Linked DNA regions of Sus scrofa: regions 2, 3 and 4 are each linked to region 1. The links are chromatin contacts, called in public Hi-C and HiChIP or PLAC-seq maps. All regions are on one chromosome and are shown on one strand. Each heading gives the region's core, a stretch centred on a gene start, on an enhancer-like site or on the middle of the called end of the contact. The rest is flanking DNA. Distances are from core to core; before and after follow the strand shown.

The links. A called contact is a pair of places that touch in the nucleus more often than the background predicts. HiChIP or PLAC-seq counts read pairs in DNA pulled down with a chosen protein or histone mark.
Region 2: an H3K27ac HiChIP or PLAC-seq map of alveolar macrophages shows a contact between it and region 1. The contact joins the promoter of PRPS1 here to the promoter of TSC22D3 in region 1. A contact is called at or near these places in 1 of 5 promoter capture datasets (liver), 5 of 47 Hi-C or Micro-C datasets (heart right ventricle, liver, retroperitoneal adipose tissue and 1 more) and 1 of 2 datasets of contacts at active chromatin or transcription factors (alveolar macrophages).
Region 3: a contact with region 1 is called in a Hi-C map of embryonic fibroblasts, with 4 times the contacts expected there. The contact joins the enhancer-like site here to the promoter of TSC22D3 in region 1. A contact is called at or near these places in 1 of 5 promoter capture datasets (liver), 22 of 47 Hi-C or Micro-C datasets (adipose tissue, blood, brain and 12 more) and 2 of 2 datasets of contacts at active chromatin or transcription factors (alveolar macrophages and skeletal muscle).
Region 4: a contact with region 1 is called in an H3K27ac HiChIP or PLAC-seq map of alveolar macrophages. The contact joins the promoter of NLRP12L here to the promoter of TSC22D3 in region 1. A contact is called at or near these places in 1 of 5 promoter capture datasets (liver), 1 of 47 Hi-C or Micro-C datasets (skeletal muscle) and 1 of 2 datasets of contacts at active chromatin or transcription factors (alveolar macrophages).

The regions. Positions count from the first base shown.
Region 1 is chrX:88,232,318-88,235,017 of Sscrofa11.1, reverse strand. TSC22D3 (TSC22 domain family protein 3) reads left to right here and starts at 1,435. Exons shown (of 4, transcript XM_021080824.1): 1 at 1,435-1,746; 2 at 2,011-2,436. The coding sequence starts at 2,117.
Region 2 is chrX:88,073,458-88,076,193 of Sscrofa11.1, reverse strand. PRPS1 (ribose-phosphate pyrophosphokinase 1) reads right to left here and starts at 1,333. Exons shown (of 7, transcript XM_003135301.4): 1 at 961-1,333. The coding sequence starts at 1,082.
Region 3 is chrX:88,103,369-88,106,068 of Sscrofa11.1, reverse strand. No RefSeq gene overlaps it. Among named protein-coding and RNA genes, the nearest start is that of PRPS1, 30 kb to the right of the region's middle. Within about 2 kb of position 1,423, at least 3 of the 83 cell types and tissues checked have an H3K27ac peak or open chromatin away from gene starts, as enhancers often do. A contact at or near this core is called in embryonic fibroblasts, where this site is marked.
Region 4 is chrX:88,402,095-88,404,794 of Sscrofa11.1, reverse strand. It overlaps NLRP12L (NACHT, LRR and PYD domains-containing protein 12), which reads right to left and starts at 1,320. Exons shown (of 14, transcript XM_021079745.1): 1 at 1,229-1,320.

The DNA of each region.
Region 1 (2,700 bases), core at 186-2,685:
CAAGATCTGACTCCGGCAGGAAACGTTCCACGTTTTGACCACAAGATGGCAGTATATACTGCTCTATTGCCAGCGCCCTGGGCGGGTGAAAGAAGCGAGCTGATGGGGGGGTGGGGAGTATTGGCTGCAACTGAAATCCGTCTGAGTTTTCAGTGAAAGCTGAACACCATGAATATTTTGAATTTTTTTCAGGAGGCAGTAATTACTGAATTCTACGCATTCAAAGTATTCTAAGTCTCCAAGTCCTGAGACATGCGGGAACCCTACCACTTATCAACCCCGCACATCCCCAGCTCTCACAAAGCTGGGGTTTGACCCACAGCAGCAACCTGCCGTGCTCTCCACAAACCTGCCCTTTCACCTCAGCTCCGCTTCAGACTCACCTTCTCCTCAGAGCCAAGAGCGTCAGGACATCCCCCCCAGTGCCCCAAAACATCCAATCACCCCACCTCTGGAAAGGGTAAGGACAGAGATCACCTAAGGCGGGTGGGGGATCAGAAAAGAGAGGGGAGCGCAAGTTTGGAAAGATGGGGGAAGCTGAGTGAAGTGGGGAGGAAGGGACAAAACTGAGGCGAAAGAGGGGTGCGTCAGCGAGAGGGGCAATCACATGCGGGAAAGGAAGGGGGAAGAAAGAAACCGAGGGGGGTAAGAGGACTTGGGGGTAGGGTGAACGAGGACATAGAGAAAAGGAGAAAAAAAATAATAAGACGGGGGCGAGAAAGAAAGGCAAGACCAGAAATGAGTCAAGAAAGAGGAGACAAGGAAAATAAATGAGAGGAAGAATGGAGAAGGGCAAAAAGAAGGAAGATGGGGGGAGCGGGGGGCGAAAATGGAGATAAGAGAGGGAGCGGGGGCGGGGGGCAGCGGGCGGCAGAAGCCTGCTAAGGGGCTGGCACTGCCGGAAGCCGGGACGTTGATGTCTCGGATGGGGTTCGGGGAAGAGAAGAGCGAGCAAAGGGGGCGGAAAGGGGGAGATGAGTGAAGGGAGGAGGCAGGGACAAAAACCGGGGAGCGGTTGAGCCGGCTTCTGTGACTTTCGTCTCAGGCCCGTCTGGGGACCTGCCGACGCGTGCCGGACGCCCTCAGGCTCCGGGCCGAGGCCGCCGCTCTCTCGGCACCCCACCCGCCCCCGACCCCGCTTCTCGAAGAAGGCGGCGTCTCTGCGGCAGAGGGCCCCGGCCGCGGCGGGACGAGGCAACTCGGCCCGCCCGCCGAGCTCGAACCCCCCGGTGGCGCGGCTCCCGGCTCCCGGCTCCCGGCTCCCGGGGAATCTCTGGCCGAGGATGCGCCCGCCGCGGCGCGAGAGCCCGAGCCGGGGAGCTGCGCGGCGCGCGCAGGGAGGGGGAGCCGAGCGGGGCTCCCGGGCGCGCGGGCGAGGGTGCGAGCGGCCGTGCGGGAGCGGAGGGCGGGGGCGGGGCGGCGTGGGGGCAGGACCGCGCCGGCTCCGGGGCGCGCGCCGGGGAAGCGGCGGACCCGCGTGGTCCGCCGGCCCACCGGGGGTCATTTGCATGCTGTCACAAGCCCCGCGCCGACTCCCGGGCGCGCGGCTCGCTCGCTCGCTCGCTCAGTCAGTCGCGCTCGGCTCCTGCCACCGCTCCGCCGGCGCAGCCCCGGGGAGCCCGAGAGCGGGCGAGCCAGCGAACCGGCGGCGAGGGAGGGAGGGAGGGAGGGAGCCCGGGAGGGAGGGAGCGAGGGCGCGCCCCGGCTCTCCCTCTGCCCCGCCGCCCGCCCTTCCTGCTGCCACAGGTCCGCCCCGGGCCCCGCTCACACTTGGGAAACTTGGGACGGCGCAGGGGCCGCGTGTGGCACCTCAGGGGGGGCGGCCCCGGCCTCGGGAGGAGGAGGAGGGGGGAGAGGAGGAGGAAGAGGAGGAAGTGAGCCCGAAGGATCCGCTCAGAGCTGTTTGTCCAGCTGTTTCTATTCGCACCCCGAGCGGCCGGCGCAGCCAGAAGGGGGCCGAGCCGAGGGTGGCCGGCTTTCGGCGCTAATTGACAACTCTTCTCCTCACAGCTTGTCTTTCCCAGACACCCTGGAGTCCCCTCAGGCCGGCCCGGCGGGCGCGCACCTGCCGGCCGCCCCTGACCGCGCGGGCCAGGCGGCCCCTGAGGCGGAGAAGATGGCCCAGCCCAAGACCGACTGCCGCTCACCTGTCGGCCTCGACTGCTGCAACTGCTGCCTGGACCTGGCCCACCGGAGCGGGCTCCAGCGCGACAGCAGCGGGGACAACAACAACCCGGGCAGCCCCACCGTGAGCAACTTTCGGCAGCTGCAGGAGAAGCTGATTTTCGAGAACCTCAACACCGACAAGCTCAACAGCATAATGCGGCAGGATTCGCTAGAGCCCGTGCTGCGGGACCCCTGCTACCTGATCAACGAGGGCATCTGCAACCGCAACATCGACCAGACCATGCTCTCCATCCTGCTCTTCTTCCACAGGTGGGTGGCGGGGCACACGGCGTGGGGGGGGGCGGCGGCGGCACACGGTCCCGGCTCGCACCGGCCTCTGCTGGATCCTCCGCTCGCACAAAAGGGGCCACCACGAAGTCCGGGGGGGGTGGGCTGGGGAGGTCAGGTTCACCCGGGCTGCGGTGGCCGACCCGACCCCGAGGCTGGCCACCTGGATTCCTGTGCCCCTGAGGGGAGGCCTGGCGGATGCTGTTTTTGAAAGGTGCCTGCAAGAAGCCCTCCTAGGGAGATGCT
Region 2 (2,736 bases), core at 84-2,583, 160 kb after region 1:
GAGGGAGCAAATTTAATTAGCAATGAAAAAAATTCATTGCAATGCACTATGCCTTCCTGGCCTTCCTCTCCATCTTTCCTTGATTATCTTAATAACATTCAGGGATAAAACTGTTTCCTAAATTCCCCACACAGCGTCAAAAGAAGTGGGCAAGTTCAGGATAGCCTCTGGTACTGAAAATAGGCTTCTGCATTGTCTGTATCAATAGCTACACTTGGAAAAGTCGAGGATTTCAGAATTAAGGTTCCCTAAGATTTTCTGGATCGCTCCAACTGAGATGCTGGCAATCAGGATGCAGTTAATGCATCATTTTATCCGTTCGACTAGATTTGAGTTAAGTATGGCTCCGATTCTAAAGATGTGAAGAGCCAACGCCTGCCAATCTGAGGGAAGTCCTTGGTAGTAATTTTGGCGCCCTCAGTACACAATATCAATCTCCCTCAACACAAAATCCGACCGACACCGTTTCGAATTGAAAAGCTGCTTCTTAGACTCTAGGAGAAAGCCTAGGAGGACTCAGTACGCAGTAGGATCTCCCATGCAAGCCGGCCTAAGCTCTGAAGAGAACCCAGTCCGGTCTGGATGGCTCAACAGCGAAGCGACAAAGCCACGTGTCCCCACTGCCGAGCCTAGACGTGTTTCCCCTCTCGTCGCTCTAGGGCAGCCTCCATCCCCGCGTTGGGTCCTCCAGCCCCTGCCGTCTAAACCCAGCAGCTTCGCCTCCTGCTCCATCTTGACTCCACCCCACCGCACGGTGAGAACTAGCGTGACCCTCCCGCGAGAGGTAAAATAACGGAAACAGCCCGTGGGGCACGCTCGCTACCGATCTGCCCCTTCCCCCCCACCACCTCGGCCCTGCGGAACTCACGCGGTGGCCCCATCCCCCTACCCTCTGCTGCCCAAGTGTGACCCTGTCCGCCCCGGCAGGTGAGGCCGGTCGGGTCCCAACTTCATCCTCACCAAGTCTCCTGGTTGCTGAATTTCTTAGTCACCACCTTGCCCAGTTCCAGGCCGAGGCGGTCGGCAATTTTCTGGGATAGGTCCTGGTGGGAGCTGCCGCTGAAGATTTTGATATTCGGCATCTTGGCCAACTACCCTAGGCTCTCTTTGTTGAGCGATCCCTGCTGCTGCCGCCTAGATCCGAATTGAGTCGGCCCGGAGACTCAGTACTAAGCACTTCGCGTCGCTACTCCGCCATCTTACATTCCCGCCCGGCGCGCGACTCTAAATTGCCCGGAGCCGGGGAGGCGGGGTCAGCAGGGAAGTTTACACCCCGCCCACCCCGATTAGCTGAGCGCGAGCGAGGGGGCGGATCCTTGCCGTAGTTCCGCCTGCCTCCGGCTGTCTCAGGTACTGACTGGAAGCCAATGAAGGGGGCGAGGCTAAGGAATAGCCCCGCCCCCTGTAGCAATTCTGTCAATTCCGAAGAGAGCCGAGACACCCGCGCTTGGCTGGGGGTGGAGGGATGCTGGTGACGCATAAGGCCAGACTTCTCCCGCAAGCGGGAAATCAGCCACGCTTTTTTTTTTTTTTTTTTTAATTTTTCTTTCAGCACATGAAAGTAAGTTTGGCTTTGGTTTACAGTTTCTCTTAAGAATATCTATTTATTAGGAGGGCAGCCCCGGTTCGTTAGAATGAAGGAAAGATTTCTGAACATGAGTTTGCATGTTTCTGAACGTGATTTTTATCTTTTTGTGAGGAAGAGGCTGAATTAAAGCACGTTTGCATCACTGACAGACGCCCATAGCACAGGCTCATCCAAAGGGCAAACAAGCAATTTCAGTGTCGCCTTTGCCTGGAAGACAAATACCAAGGGGAAAGTGACTGTGAATCATCCAGAGGCACTGCAAGAGATGGATGCATTTTGTTTTTAGCATTGGGACCAAGCATGTTCAGACAAGCAGAGGAGTAGAAAATTATGAATTTTTCGAAACGTCTGAACAATAAAGGTCTGACTTACCTGACCCAGGGAAAGGAGAGAAAATATGCTTACAGGACTTCAGATAAAGAGCCTCGAAGGAATCAGAAAACCTGTTTTTTGGTCCTGCCCCATTATCCTCGGCATCATATTCTATGTGTTGCTAATGTGTCCTTTTACACCACTGTTTTATTATTTTTACTTATTTTTTTAGAGCTGCACTGTGGCACATGGAGGTTCCCAGGCTAGGGGTCGAATCGGGGCTGTAGCTGCTAACCTACACCACAGCCACAGCAAATCTGATCCCATTCGCGTCTGCCACCTACACCAGAGCTAGGAGCAACGTTCCATCCTTAACCCACTGAGTGAGGCCAGGGACTGAACCCACATCCTCATGGATACTAGTCTGGTTTGTTACTGCTGAGTCACGACGGGAACTCCTGTTTTATTATTTTTATAATGGTATCTGCTCATTAGACCAAAGAGGGCCTTTATTCTCCCACCACATTTTCATTAAACATACCAAATCATGGGTTAGAAGAGAAAAATCATACAATTTTAGAATCATACAATTTTAGTTATGAGTGCCATAATGCTCCTAACTACAAGCTGTAAAAATAGAAGGGACTTCAGAAAGCATCTAGTCTACTAGCTTTATTTTACATACGGTGAAACTGAGACCAGAGATGGGAAGGAATTTGTCCAAGTGGCAAAGGCAGAAAAAACATGTAAAACATCATCCCAGCTCTCCCTTCCTGCCATTTTCAGCAATGCCCATGGAGGACTTCTCCTTTTGACCTTTTGTCATAATTTTACAC
Region 3 (2,700 bases), core at 174-2,673, 130 kb after region 1:
CTGCTGAGCCACCAGAGAGCTCCTGAACATTCAATCTTCGCCGTGTCATAATGACGCAGGTTTTTTCTTAACAGCATAAGGGTCTTCTGAGGCAGCTAACATCACCAGCCCTGGTAGAAACATCCCAGAAGAGTAGCCTGATGGATCCTAACCTGCACGTGCCTTTAGTACAAGGGATCTGAATATGCCCGTTAACATCTTAGCTCCTCTGCAGTTGTTCTGCTAAGACCTAGACTTTGGAATAGGTGATCGAGAAGAAATGCTTGAACCAAGATTCTACAGAGGGAGTTCTGGTCGTGGCTCAGTGGTTTAAGAACCCGACTAGATCCATGAGGACGTGGGTTCAATCCCTGGCCTCGCTCAGTGGGTTAAGGATCCAGCATTGCCATGAGCTGTGGTATATAGGTCGCAGACGTGGCTCGGATCCTGCGTTGTTATGGCTCTGACATAGGCCAGCAGCTACAGCTCCAGTTAGGCCCCTGACCTGGGAACCTCCACATGCCACACACATGCAGCCCTAAAAAGCAAAGCGAGAGAAAGAAAGAAAGAAAGAAAAAATATTCTACAGAACATCAAGACTTATCCATCATAAAATTTGGAGAATTTGCTTTATTCTTAAACAAGGAGTCTGAGACTTGCAGAAAGAGATCTACAAGAGAAAACGGGCCTCAAAACCTAGTGAAAGGAATTCCCATCATGGCTCAGAGGTTAACGAACCCGACTGGCATCCATGAGGATGCAGGTTCGATCCCTGGCCTCGCTCACTGGGTTAAGGATCCAGCGTTGCTGTGAGCTGTGGTGTAGGTTGCAGATGCAGCTCAGATCTGGTGTTGCTGTGGCTGTGGCATAGGCCATTGGCTACAGCTCTGATTGGATCCTTAGCCTGGGACCCTCCATATGCCGCAGGTGTGGCCCTAAAAAGTCAACAAAAAGCCGGGTGAAAGAATAAAGCAGGAAGGGGAGTCTTCAGCTGCAGCACCATTTGCCTTTCAATCATTACCGTCAAGACCTCTTTCAAGCAGTGGTGTCCAGGTGCCAATGCCTGGTTCTGAGGGCAGGGACACCACTGCTTTTGAATAATGTGTGCAAAAGGCTGAGTGTGCTTTTGAATAATCACGTGCAAAAGGCTGAGCCTTGGAGTTCCCGTTGTGGCTCAGTGGGTTAAGAATCTGACTAGTATCCATGAGAATGCGGGTTCCATCCCTGGCCTCGCTCAGTGGGTTAAGGATCTGGTGTTGCCGTGAGCTGTGGTCTAGGTCCCAGCTGAAGCTCTGATCTGCCCCCTAGCCTGGGAACCTCCATATGCCACAGGTATGCCTGTGAAAAGAAAAGGCTAAGCCTTTTAGAAGAGCCTTATTGTTGCCAGCTGTGGCAAAAGGCAGCAAATGACTAATAGGCACACGATTGGTCAAGCTGCAGCCTGGAAACGAGGTGTGTTCCCACCCCCACGGCTGTATGCATTCCTCTCCCATTTGCAGCTCTGAGAGGAGGCAGCACAGAGGGCCCTGGTGACCCCAGTTACCCCATGATGGGGGTGAAGTGGGGCTTGGTATCCCTACCTCTAAAGACTGGAGGTGCAGACTAAAGCAAGGGCAGGAGGTTGGCTCCATTCCTGACCAAAGGTAATGGCTGCTTTTTTTTTCTGTCTTTTTAGGGCCGCACCCTCAGCATACGGAAGTTCCCAGGCTAGGGGTCAAATCAGAGCTGCTGCTACCGGCCTACGTCACAGCCACAGCAAGGCCAGATCCAAACTGTGTCTGTGACCTACACCACAGCTCACGGCAACGCCGAATCCTTAACCCACCGAGCAGGGCCAGGGGTCAAACCCAGGTCCTCCTGGATACTAGTGGGGTTCATTACCACTGAGCCACAATGGCAACTACGGTAATGGCTACTTTTGCAAATAAGATGTTTACTCTCAGTGGTCTCCAGTCGAAACTTGCAAAGTTACTAGGGAGATGTCACCAATAACATGACTCCTTTCTTTTTCTCTTTTGGTCTTTTTAGGGCCATACCCATGGCTTATGGAGGTTCCCAGGCTAGGGGTCACATTAGAGCTACAGCTGCCGGCCTGCACCACAGCCACAGCCATGCCAGATCCGAGCCTTGTCTGTGACCTGCACCACAGTGCACGGCAACGCCGGATCCCTAACCCACCAAGCAAGGCCAGGGATCGAACCCACAACCTCATGGCTCCTAGTCCGATTCGTTTCCGCTGTGCCACGACGGGAACTCCATAGGACCCTTTTCTGAAGGCCTCTTTCCCTCCTCCACAACCTAGGCAGGAGGGCAAGTCAATAGGAGAGAGTTTTTCTTTAAAATTTCAAGTTTTACATGATTCTAATAACCTTCAGGTTAAGGGCTACATACTATAAGTGAGCAAGTTAAATAAACTTTTTGGTCTTTTTAGGGCCACACCCGAGGCATATGGAGGTTCCCATGGTAGGGGTCAAATCGGAGCTACAGCTGCCGGCCCACGGCCACAGCATCAGCAACGCCAGATCTGAGCCACATCTGTGACCTGCACCACAACTCACAGCAACACTGGATCCCCAACCCACTGAGCAAGGCCAAGGATCGAACCCAATCCTCACGGATACTGGTCAGGTTCGTAAACCACTGAGCCACGACGGGAACTCCCAGTTAAATAAACTCTTGAACAGAAAACACTTTATTCCACATCTGGAAAGCCCCAACCTG
Region 4 (2,700 bases), core at 71-2,570, 170 kb before region 1:
GGTAAAGAGGGGATCAGAACCCCAATCCACTGCTCTCCTAGTCACTTACCCAACCGGGGGTAAGTGTCGCACCCCCCACACTAGGGCTGTGGAGACCCTAGGGTGGTGGGTGAGGGGATTAGGCGCCTCTAAGCCCCGCGCTCCGACTTCAGCCAGGGCAGCGAGCTGACCAGCACGTCTGAGGCCAGTGCCCAGATCTGGGCTGACCAGCGGGCAGCTCAGGGGGGCCTGGCGGCGAGGCCCCTTCCCCATCGCCGCGGGCTGGCTGGAACGACCCAGTTGGTAGAAATTGCCCTCCTTTGAAGGCGCCACGTCCCAGAGGTCAGAGGACCCGGCCTCGAAGCCACTCCAAGCCCAGAAGGGGCCCACAGAGAGAGGAGGCAACGGCTCCGTCACCTGTTCCGTCCCCCTGTCGCAGAGTCACCAGACCCAGGGGCGACTACCAAAGTCACCCATCTGGCTCTTCTCCCGTCTTTCAGCTCTAGCCTGGGGTCTACGGATGGTCGTCCGGGGGCCTGGGAACCACCATGTGTTTTGGTTTGGTTTTTTTGTTTTGAGGAGACGGTCAATAGCTTTCCTCAGATTTTCAAACGGATCCACCCTCTCCCCCGTCTCAAAAAATAAGCTGACTCGAAGCTGTCAGCCGCAGCTCCGCTGACATCGTTACCTCAGTCCCCGCGCGCTCGCGGTCTCAGCCCCCACCCCCCGGCGGCCCTCAGCATTGCCTTCCGCTCTCCCCTCCCCCCACGCACGCCTACACGCACGCACCCCCCACGCACGGCCCCCCCACGCACGCGCCGCACGCACGCGGGTCCCCCCACCCCGCGCCCCTCGGCGCACTCGCGCGTTCCCCGCGTCCTGCGTGCTCACCTCGTTCCCCCTCTGCACACGCGCCTCCTCGGGAGCTCCGCCCCCTCCCCTTTCCTGGGTGGACCCCGCCTCCCTGCCCCCGAGCTGCCCGGGCAGCACGGTCCTTCCCCGGTACGCCGATCTCACCCTGTCCGGACTGGGCCATCGCCTCCCTCCTCACATCCCAGGAGACACCGGGCGGGGTGTGGCACCTCCCACGCTTGGCCACCTCGGCCTTTGGACGACAGTGAAGCTGGAGGGAAACTCCCTCGATTTCCTGTCCCTCCTAACACAGTGGGCGGTGGGGGGTGGGGGGTGCGGGGTGGGGAGAGTGCGGAGGCGATGAGAGGTTCTTGTCCTCACTGGGGAAAGCGCTCACCTGATTCCCAAAGCCCGTTTGCCCTTCCTCTCCTTTCTGTCAGAGGTAAGGGAGAGCCAAGGTCTTTGGGGCGGGGAAGGGGAAATGACTCAGAGAGGAGGCGGCTCAGAGGGAGGGGCCGGCCTGGAAAGGGGGGGTATTGGGGAGCTGGAGGGAAAGGGGAGGAAAAAAGATGAGGGGTAAACCGCGGCGGGGGTGATTTTGAAGGTGTCTAACCCGGTCCTGCGAATCCTGCCCGGTCATCCCCCGGAATCCAGGAGCCACTAGGCTGGGTCTTTTTCCTGGATGCCGGCCCTAAACTCGTTTAGCTCTGCCAAAGTTATCCATCCCGAGCCCAAACCCTTGTTAGTGGCTTCCAGGCACCACCACGGAACCTGCTGGTCTGGGCAAGGGCACAGGGATTAACTATTCCTGTTCTTTGGAGCCGATACTAGTCTTTACCTCCTAGCGTTGCTGGGAGAATTAAATTAGTTACTACATTTCAAGTGTTTAGAATAGTGTCAGGGACACTGTAGGCAATCAATTGGTGATAGCTTCTGTTATTATGTGACTGTCCTCACCTCTAGACTGTGAGTGTTATGAGGGCAGAGACTGTATTTTATTCATCACTGAATTCCAGCGCATGACACAAGGAAGTTGTCAATAAATTATTTGCTGAATGAATGAATAAATGTGTGATTGAATGAATAAATGAGTGATCAAATGAAAACTTGGACTAGTGGCGATGCCAACCCTCTCCTCTGCCCCATAAGGGGTGCATTAGTGGAAGTTTGAGGAAGAAGGGCTATGATTGGGAAAGGTGGCACATTGGACCCTTGTTGGTTGCTATATCAAGTGACCTGCTCTGCCCTTGGAAAATGGAATGTCTTTGTCAGTTTCCCACATGGCCATATGGAAGACATCAGACAGCTGACCTAAAATTTAAAACTGATCAGTGGCTAGCTAGAGCAGTATTTGCATCTTAGTAAAGAAGGAAGGAGGAGAGGGCTAAAAAGTAAGTGGCAAATGGAAGTGGGGGAGATTGGCAGGGGAGCCCTGAATGAAACTCAGTGTGTATGGAGGAGTACAGTCAGCCCCAAAGGGCATCTAGTGGAGATCGCTAAGTGACAGTCATGTTATCCACTTCTCTGTTTTAGTCGTAAGGTTCCTGATGATCTGCCCTCCTGTCACATTCTTAGAGTAGGTATGTAGATTTGGCTCCTACCACCACATTCACTAAACTTGCCCTTACGGAAAAAATTAATACTGTTAGAGCTAGAAGGGACCTTAGACATTACTCCTACATTTCACTTCGTAGTTGAAAAACTAAGAACCAGAGATAGATAGCAAAGGATTTGGGCTTTGGGGATTCTCTGGCCTTGGTACTGAATCTTGCAGGGCCTGAATTTGTTGTGTGTCCCATTATCCCCTTAATCCCTGTCCCATCCCTTCCCAGAACCTGGAGAGACTGAAAGGACACCACTAGAAGGTCA